Regions from separate parts of the Hordeum vulgare genome. Here region 1 is linked to region 2. A link is a contact called in public Hi-C data. All regions are on one chromosome and are shown on one strand. The core of a region is the stretch at or near the end of the contact, and the rest is flanking DNA. Distances in the headings are between cores, read along the strand shown.

Region 1 (4,988 bases), core at 976-3,475, 610 kb after region 2:
CTCGTGAACGGGACTAAATCAAGCTACTCTTCATATCCAAATCAATTGGCGCAGGCCCTACACAATGTTCATCTTATATATTGTATAGAGGCTATGTCAATTAATTTGGATAGGAGGAGTAACTCAGTCTTAGCAACCCCTCGTTAAATTGTAGCGTTCACCCTGTGCAAAGAAAACGAAAATGCAGTGTTGATGCCTCGGAATGTTCTCTTTTTCTTAAGGAATCAGCAAGAGCTCTACCTTTTTATATAGAAGAAGAAGAATTGGTCAGTTAATAAGGAAAACCGATCGAAAACTGATACAACAAACGATCCACACACCGACCCCGAGGCCGCGCATCCGCCGAGCCGTCAACTCCGTTGCCCGAGCAACTGAAATCGACACCCTACAACCCTATTCCGGAGCCGCCGCTCTGACTTACAACCAACAAGAACACACACCGACCCCGAGGCCGCGCATCCGACAAGCCGCCAACTCCGTCACCTGAGCAACCGAGGCCGACACCCAACAACCATCTCTGGAGCCACTGCTCCGACATCCACACTTGCCCCGAGGCCACGTTTCAGCCGAGTCGATGGTTTTGTCGCCCAAGCTACCAAAAGCAACACCAGACGCAGAGGAAATCTCCGGAGCCGTTGCTCCGACTTCCACACCGGCCCCAAGGCCACACAGACACCTGGCAGGCAACAAAACTCCAAAGCCACGAGAGCTGACAAGGGACCGGACCTCCAAAGACATCGCCCCCAAGAAGAAAGCGACCGAACGCATCGATGCCTGCTGCGGCCAAGGCCGGAGCTAAGGTTTTCACCCGGAATTTGACTGAGACGATAAGGGAGGTGAAGAGGTTCCACACGACAACGCCTCAAAGGAGGGAAACGACGTTCAAAGACGTAGTCGCCGTCGGCATCAACCGAGGTCATGCTAGGCTTTCGCCCGGAGCTCACCAAACCCATTGCCATCGCAGCCCGCCGACGTCCCTTGCAAGAATCCCTGATGCACCAGAGAGCCTGCCTCCGCCAACCACCAATCACACACGGCTAGCAAAAATCACACCGCACCTCACACCGTCGTAGCCGACCCGCTCCAGCCACGACTTGCAACGCCGCCGCGCTGCCATCCTCCACATCTCTGAGAGCGGCAAAGCAGCACCACCGCCTTCACCGGGAGCGGCAAAGCACCGACTGCCCAAGACGAGCAAGCTCGCTGAGCCTAGATCTGGCCCAACCGGGCCCAGATGCATCGTCGCGTCCAGATCCAGGACGCCGTCGGCCTCGTACTGCCGCCCCTCTGCCCGCTCGCGCCGCAGCCACTCCGCCAACTTGCGCCGCCCCACCACCCGCGCGGCGGCCGCGCACCGTCCAGCCATCCGCGCGCATTGGCTGCGTCACAACGCCTCCAGCTCGCTCCGTCCGTGCCGCGTACGCGCGCGTGCCGGCCTCGCCGTGTTCGCGTCGGCCGCACACCTTCGGTGCCACCCAAGCTGCCGCCGACCCGACGCGTCCTGCGGAGCCGCGCACCTCCACAGAGCTGGTCGTCCCGCGCCGCCCGGACGCCTTGTGAGGAGGGATGAGCCCCGCCGCCACCGACGCACGCACAGGCTTTGCCTGGCGGCGTCTCCCGACAACGGCGAGGGAGGGGAGAGGCGAGATGTGGGTTGGCGGCGGCAGAGGCTAGGGTTGCGCCCGGACCGCTCGCGGGAGCGGCATAGAAACTATGGATCTCCTCCCCTCCTTTTTTCTTTTAGGGATTGATGCCTCGGACGTCTTTTTTTTCTTTTCTTTTTGAGGGATTGATGCCTCGGATGTCCGTCGTGTCCTCACGGTGACTGTTGTTGTTTGGCTTGGTCGCCTCACGACTGGCACGGGAGGGAGAAGAGCCGTCCGGCCGGCCGGCTACTTTTCCGCGTGCATCGATCCAAATCCAACACCACGTCGAGTCGACGCAGGCACATGATCAATCAATCAGCAGGGTCCCTACAGTTCCCGACCTTGACTTTAGCAGCCATGGTGGGAACTCACGGCCACGCGTATTCAAGGAAGGCGGTCCAGCCAGCGAACACCAGCGCCATCCTACTGTTCCTCTCCTCGTCGCCGGCCGGGTCCTCTGCTCTTGCTCTGCTGCTACCGTGGCCAGCACACGTACACTGCACCTGCACCTGCATGACTTGTCAAACAAACCAACCAACGACAACCCAAGCTCTATAAAAACAACCCAGGCCAGGCGAGTTAAGCACCCATTACTGCTGTGCAGTTGACGCTCACTGTGCCGTCCTTGTGAGGGTGACAAGTACTTCAGCTAAGCTAAGCTAGCCACCATGGCGAGCAGCGGCAGCCTGGCCGGTCTGGCGGTGCTGCTCACCGCCGTGCTGTGCCTGCAGCTGCCGGTCCACAGCCGCGCCCAGCTGCGCGTCGGGTTCTACAACACCACCTGCCCCAACGCCGAGGCCATCGTCCGGCAGGCCGTCACCGCCGCCTTCGCCACCAACTCCGGCGTCGCCGCCGGCCTCATCCGCCTCCACTTCCACGACTGCTTCGTCGAGGTACGTGCGCGCGTGCGTACCTGTTGCATGTGTAGCATGCATGATCAGGAGCAGTCGCACATACTAGTTGCTTTGCTTTTTGTACTCCAAGAGCTACTACGTTTTTTCAAGACATACGCTCACAACATGCATGCATACCCATCTCTTATAAACATATGTACGTACACATTATTACTACTGGCACGTTTGAAAGATTGGACTGACATCTCTTAAGATTGAGCTAACAGATCATACCTACGTCGAAATTCAAATGAATTCAGAGAGTATGGCAGCAGTCATGTCAAATCTACGATGCTTGTTCTACCATAATTAAATAACCTAACCAATTAAGTTTTGCTTAGTTTGCAATTTCATGCTAAGAGCGTCTACAGTCCAACCCCTCAAACATATCTCAAACACCCGGACAACCCGTCCTGTCATTGACCGACCACAAAAAAAAAATCCAGCCGAAACCCTTACACCCATCTCAAACACCCGGACTGACCAGTACGTCCGGTCAGTCTGCCACGCAGGGACGAAGCCAACATGCAAGCATAAGGGGGACAAGTTTGTTCATGGAGGGGGCAAAGTTCATACGAAGTAAAAAAAAATAGCTATAACAACCATTATATAGAAAAATCAATTTGTTAGGGGGGTCTAGCCCCCCTTGTCCCCCCTAGAATCGTCCCTGCTGCCATGTAAGACGCGACCGCATCCTGGACTATTTTTTTCTCTTTCTTTATTCATTTTTTTTTTCATCAATCACGTGCACTGAGTAGGCACGTCCGCGGACGTTTGAATGAACAGATTTGCAAGTTCTGGTTGTAGATGCTCTAAGCTACCTAGCCGCATATGTTTTTCATATATACGACGCGTGTATCTTTTCTGCATTTTTGTCATGTCTAAACTTTGTTCATGAAATTAAATAGCTCATGTAATTGCCAAGGTCCTTATTCATCTTCGAACGGAGAACATGCTAACCATCTTTATTATTGGTCTCAAATGGATGAGAATAAAGAGGAGCCTTTGGACATGATAGTAACAAAATGGCCCTTTTGAAGTCAGATGCATGGTAACCAGAAACTTTCCAACTAACTAAAAACTTTACGTCTGCGTCAGGGCGTTCAAAACTTCACATGTTAATACCTAATTTGGTACTATTAGCGATAAGCTTGTAATCCTTCATGAAAGGGAAAGACATGCCCAAAGGTGTACACAAGGACAATTAACTTGGAACGTAACGATTTTGAGTTGAACACAACAAGGTACGCGACGGTGACTACTAATACTAATCAATTAATGGAGGGAAACATGTGGAGCTCACTCTTGTTCTGACCACATACCATACGTTGACGGCGTGTCACCTCGCTAGTTTGGTAGTTTAGGTGTCACATTTCACACTATTCAGTGAGTCAGACAATTATACATGCGACTACTAAACAACTATACCAATCGCCAAACATGAAATGAGGCACAGGTTATTAGATGTATATATATGCGTATATGCTTGCTACGCCATATATACCTGCCATGTGTGGTAGGTTAGGTGTCACATTTTCACAGATATGGACTATTCAGTAAGTTAGACAATTATCCGCATATATACTTGTTTGAAGTATACGTACATGCGACTACCAAAAAACTACTACTCGTAGTAGTCAAACATGGTATATGATGCACATATGATTAAATACATGCTTGCTACGTCGTGTACTACCTACTATGCCACGGACATAGAGGTTGATAATGTCTAATTTGTCTCCGTCCAGCACGTACCTGTCTTTGCAACAGCTAGGTTCAGGAATGGTACGCTGGCATTTTCTATAAGCATAAAATTAATTAATACTGTAGTTGAACAACAGCATCAGAGACTAGGTCAAACACAGTGCAGTAGTATTGGCTATGACCAGGACGACATGCACATATATATATAGTTAATCAGTGCACTTAATTAATAATGCATCAAATATAGTACTTCCTCAGTCTTAAAATTCTTGTCTTAGCTTTCTCTTAAAATGGATGTATCTAAATACTAAAATTTAACTAGATATATTCATATTTAAACAAATATTTTGAAACGGAGGGGAGTATGCATGGTAGTACATCATCTTAATTATTACGGTGTTATGCATATGACCCATGCAGGGCTGTGATTCATCGGTGCTCCTGTCCGTCAACCCCGGCGGAGGCACGACGGAGCGTGACGCGGCGCCGAACAACCCGAGCTTGCGTGGCTTCGAGGTCGTGAACGCCGCCAGGGCCGCATTGGAGCAGAGCTGCCCGCGCACGGTGTCATGCGCCGACATCCTGGCCTTCGCCGCCCGGGACAGCGTGAACATCACCGGCAGCAACGCCTTCTACCAGGTCCCCTCCGGCCGCCGCGACGGTAACCTCTCGACCGACGCCGGCGCGTTCACCCTCCCGGGGCCGAACCTGACGGCGGCCGGCCTCGTCACAGGGTTCGAGATGA
Region 2 (5,363 bases), core at 454-2,953:
TTTCATATACATCAAGAACATTTGTTATATTCATGTTTTAATATTTTAAAATACAGGATTGAATTTCTTTAAATATATATTTTCATGTCTACTTTTATTTAATGTATGTTGTATATTTTCATATACACCTAAAACAATTATACCCATTTAACATTACTTACATACATGAACAACATTTTATACATATTGTATTTTTTTGTGTATGTTCGTCGTATACATAGAAAAATCTATAACCATTCAACATTTTTCTAATGTTTGACCAACATTTTTATATGCTTGATTAACATTTTTGTGATATATGTGCAACTTTTTACATACACATTTTATACTTTTTTGTATAGATTTTTATATACATGAGAAACATATTCTCGATAAACATTTACATTTTTAAAATGCTTGATTATTATATTTTAAATAAATTACGCAGGTGATATTTGTAATATATTGACTATTCGTCATCCTTACTTATTCCTCATCCTAGCTATACCGCATGCTCCAGCTACCAAAGAAAAGTGTGGAATGTATATTTACTGGTAGCAACTAATGGAGGAGCACTCTTCAAGAACCTCAAGGGTCACTCAGCGTATGCCAGGTGTCGTGTTCTAGACACTATCTTTGATTTTTTTTTTCTATACTTGTTTTCGATTTTTAGATGGTTTTTCTTGGGGATCTTTTGGCTTTTCGGTTTTGCGATTGTTCATTGGCGGTAGATAGACTAGCGATCGTTTATTTGTGGTAGATAGACTAGCGCGCTGAGCATAAATTGAGGAAAAGCAAGCGACCCAGACTGGCCAGTTTTAGGAACTTTTGGAGGGTTCCTGGCTGGTTTTGAGGACCTTGTTAACGTTATTGTTTCCTCTTTTTTTCTTTCATTTTTTGTATTTTTCTGAAAATCAAAAATCCAGAAATTTTCAAACTCTATTCAAGAGGTGGAAATTTCAATGATAGTTTGTGTTTTTAAAAAATTGCTAGAAATGTCAAAATAATCTTTAAAATTTTAAAAATGTTTACACTATTTTAGAAAATGTTCACAATTTTAAAGATTATGCATAATTGCAAGAGATCTTCACATATATTTTCATCGCTAAATATTTGTTTCAGAACCATGAACCAATTTTGAACTTATTAACATGTTTTGAATTCTTGAATATTTTTCAAATCCGCAAACATTTTCTAAATTCATGAACTTATTTGAATTCTTGAAATTTTTTAAATTTATTAACATGTTTTGAATTCGTGAATATTTTTCAAATCCGCAAAAATTTTCTAAATTCATGAACTTATTTGATTTCTTGTACATTTTTAGATTTATTAACATGTTTTGAGTTCGTGAATATTTTTCAAATCTGCAAACATTTTCTAAATTCATGAATTTATTTGATTTCTTGAACATTTTTAAATTTTGAATTCAGATTTTCTTTTCAAATATATGTGTATTTTGTGAAATTGGAAATTATTTTTGAATTTGTGAACATTTTTTGAATTTGTGAACATTTTCTGATTTAATAATAATTTGTTGAATTAGCTTTTTTTTTTAAAATGATACTCTTTTGAATTCATAATTTTTTGAATTTATAAACTTTTTAACTTAAAAGTAAACATATCAAAATAAAAAAAATCATTATGCTTGCAGGGCCAGGGCCAGGTTGCGTAGGCGACACGGACGACGCAAGCGACTTGCTTTCTCTGAATGCTACATGGCAGCTTCGGAGGAAGGGTACTTTCCCTATCTAGGGGAACCAAGAGCCAACAGGATTGGGCCTAAGGGGCCTTAAGCGGGGAGGCTGGTTGGGCAAGAAAGGATCGCGCTTAGTGAGTTGGGTTTTACTGTTCCATTGACCTTTTGCATAGGCTGTGGCATGTTGGCCTCTATCTGGCACACTCACTAATCCAATGCCTTCACTTAGCCATGACTGCTTAAGGGCATTTCTAGCGTATCCATAAAAAAATAAAGGAACAAACGGTTGACTAAACTTTAGTATAATATTTTTACTTTATTAAGTTTTGATTGTTTCTAGCCGATAGATTTAGCAGAGTAAAACTTACAGCTCGCAGTACGGACAACCTAGAGCTAGCTCGTCCTCAGGGAGACGAGCAGATTCACGGTTTGATCGCGTCAGGTTTCGCCAATGTCCTCTCCACGTCTCCAAAATCTCGGAGGTTTGTCTACACCATCCCGTAGGTGCAGAAATTCTTTCGAGTCTCACAGCTGCCGGTGCTCTCCATTGCTGCACAACAGACACGAAGTCAGGAGTGTATTTTTATCTACTATGTCCTGATATACCGTCGATATGATTACATGTTAGCGGGTCATCACCGGCACCGCGAGCGGCATCGGCAAGGCCTCAGCCATGGAGGTCATCAGGAATGACATCAAGGTCATCATCGCAAACGTGCAGAACAACCTGGGCCGCTCGATCGCCGTGGAGCTTCAACCGGACATGGCCTACGTTCGGTGTGACGTGACGTCTCCAACAAGGCGTGGATAGCCACGGCCGTTGACCTCGATGTGAAGCGGCATGTACATCTGGAAAGAAACGCCAGCATGTTTGTGCCCGTGACACACAGTGTGGTGGGTGGCGTGGACCTCGCCAACTTCGGCTCCGTGATGGCGGTCAACTCCTGGTCGAGAGTCGTCTCCATCAAGAACGGGGCGCGTGTCATGAGGCTAATGGCTCATGTGCGACGTATTTTGTAAAAATTCAAAGGAGTGTGACGTTATTAGAGATAATAGTTGTGGTGTGATACATTTAAGCGTGTAAATAGCCCATGGCCACATGAGGTGTTAAATGATGTTAAATTGGTCATCAGCCAAGCCCGTTTATGTTAAGACATGTGGGTCCAACTTAGCTAACACTGCGTCTAGTCAAAACAACTGACTGTACCCAGCCGCCCGACCGTGCCCCCACTCCCACTCCGTCCCCCCTTCTTCTCCGACGGCGGCGGATCTTGCATTCTCGGCGGCGATGGCTGGGGAGCCCTCGTTCTCAGCGGCGGTAGAGCCCTCGTTCTCAAAAAATGGTGAATGATTTCGACCCCTATTACCGCTCCCCTGTCGGGCCCGTAGATCTCAGCTCGTTCCTCTATTTTTTGCTTGTTGAATCGATAGGTTGTGAGGGGAACTCGTGGGCATATTGAGATGGAGCCGCCTGATTCAACTTCGAATAGGTAATGCGCCTCTCTCCGGTCCAATTTTGAATGTAATTAGGGCCTCCTCTGCTCTTTCTCACAGTGGCCACCACTCGCAGAGGGGATGCTGCTGCTCGGACCTTCGAATTGACCATCAATTTCTTTCCATCGAAGGCAAAATTAGTTGATGGTAGCATACAAAACATTGAGAGGGACACAATTGTTACATGGGAGGTTGAGTTTACAGAGATTGATCCACAAGTTCTACAGAGCATGGGAGAGAAGGCGGTGAAGAAATGTGTGGAGAAAATTGGGGAGAGTAGTGTTTGGGGTCCAGAGCAAGAAGTACCACTATTGCGGTTTGATGATTGGGAAGGAGAGTATGTCAAGATAGAAGATGGTGAACATATTGTTGAAGAAATCGATCGGTAAAACGGCTAGACAAGCAAACCAGCTATTTTTTTTGCTGAACTCGTTGATCTGAATATTTGTTCGAAGGTTCGATATGTGCCATCAGACTTGGTTGTGCAGATGGTAGATGATGATTGGGATTCACACAGGCCATTGATGCCCATGTGCACTGAACTCACAGTTAGCCGAAGAGGGACAGGTGTCTGGAACTGAAACTGCAGCTATTATTGATTGGAATGAAGTTGAATTGGATCAGCCTACTGATTTGGTCATTACACCAATGCATGACATTGAGATGACCAAACTTTTTGGCATTCCAGTCGATGTCAGACATAAGGAGAGGGGTGAATCTAGTTTTCCTGCTAATGCCGATGAAGATGTAGATGGACAGTTGATGGAAGAAGCTGCAAATGATGTAGATGATGCCCATGATGATGAGCTGGTGCATGTGTATGACAAGGAAAACCGTGTCATTGCAGTGGGGAAGTTGTTCCCAAGCATGGATTAGTTTAGGATGTGTTTCAAGACTTATGCGGTGAAACACGAGTTTGATGCCAAGACTTTTTGGACTGATAGAAAGAAGTTTTACGCGAGGTGTAGAGGATTTGATGGTAGTGTCAAGCCTTGCAAGTGGTACATATCTGCTAGACAGCAACCTGATGGAAGTACTATCAGGGTTAACCAAATCCCCAATCAACATACTTGTATTACACGTTCATAGATAGTATCAACCATGAGATCACAACTTTGTGTTGCAGAAAAGATCACCCCAATTTTAGCCAAAACACCAAACACTACTGCCAAGAAACTCAAAGTAGACTTGGAAAAGAAGTAACCCATTAAACTGAAATATACCACAATGTGGAAGGAAAAAACAAAGGGCAATATAAAATTTATATGGTGATTGGGAAAATACATTTAGGATGCTTTACAACTTCAAAGCAAAGGTGGAGAAGAGGTCACCTGGCGATGTTGTGGAGATAGATACTAAGGTACCAGATGAAGGTGAAGTTAGGTTCTCCAAGTTTTTATGTCTTTGAAGCCTTGCATCGATGGCTTCAAAGCAGGGTGTTGCCCATATTTGAGCATAGACTCATCTTTTTTGACACGCGAGTGGAATGGTCAGTTGGCAACATGCAATGTTCTAGGTGGACACAACTGGATGTTCCATGTTGTTGTTGGCTTGTTTCAGTCAGAAACAGAGGCTTCATGGACATGGTTCATTATGTAGTTGAAAAGATGGCTAGGACCAGTGTCACCTTTGGATATACACACACATGCATGTAAGGGGCTGGAAAAATGCAGTGAAAAATGTTTTCCCACATGCTGAGCAAAGGGAGTGCTTCGGCCATTTGTGGATGAATTTGATCAAAAAAAATTAGAGAAGAATTTGGGCGCATGTGGCAGCATGCAATGAGTTTGGTACATGGCTGAAAACCTATCATTATTTGTTATGGTACAGGTGAGGATTCAACACTGCCATGAAGTGTGATCACATCAACAACAATTTGGCAGAAAGTTTCAACAACATGGTAAAGCAGTTAAAATATTTTCATGTGCGTGACATGGTTGACCAAATCAGGATCATGCTCATACGGTTGTGGGAATTGAGAATAAGGATAGGTGATTGTCTACAAGGTGATAAGCTTCTAGCAGTGGTACAACATGTGGTCAACATGAGCATAAGTCTTTCACATTTGTCTGTTAAAAAATCTTCACTTTGGGGTGCTGAAGTTAGAGATAACAAGATTGGACGTAGGCATGTTGTTAACACTGAATTGCATGATTGCACTTGCCTCAAGTGGAAACACACTCGTAAACAA

What was found. A called contact is a pair of places that touch in the nucleus more often than the background predicts.
Region 1: a contact with region 2 is called in a Hi-C map of seedling, with 3 times the contacts expected there. The contact joins the promoter of LOC123411638 here to the enhancer-like site in region 2. A contact is called at or near these places in 2 of 6 Hi-C or Micro-C datasets (leaf and seedling).

The regions. Positions count from the first base shown.
Region 1 is chr7H:485,979,407-485,984,394 of MorexV3_pseudomolecules_assembly, forward strand. LOC123411638 (peroxidase 1-like) reads left to right here and starts at 2,226. Exons shown (of 2, transcript XM_045104601.1): 1 at 2,226-2,539; 2 at 4,664-4,988. The coding sequence starts at 2,315.
Region 2 is chr7H:485,373,973-485,379,335 of MorexV3_pseudomolecules_assembly, forward strand. No RefSeq gene overlaps it. Among protein-coding and RNA genes, the nearest start is that of LOC123413310, 44 kb to the left of the region's middle. Within about 2 kb of position 1,704, at least 3 of the 3 cell types and tissues checked have open chromatin away from gene starts, as enhancers often do. A contact at or near this core is called in leaf and seedling, where this site is marked.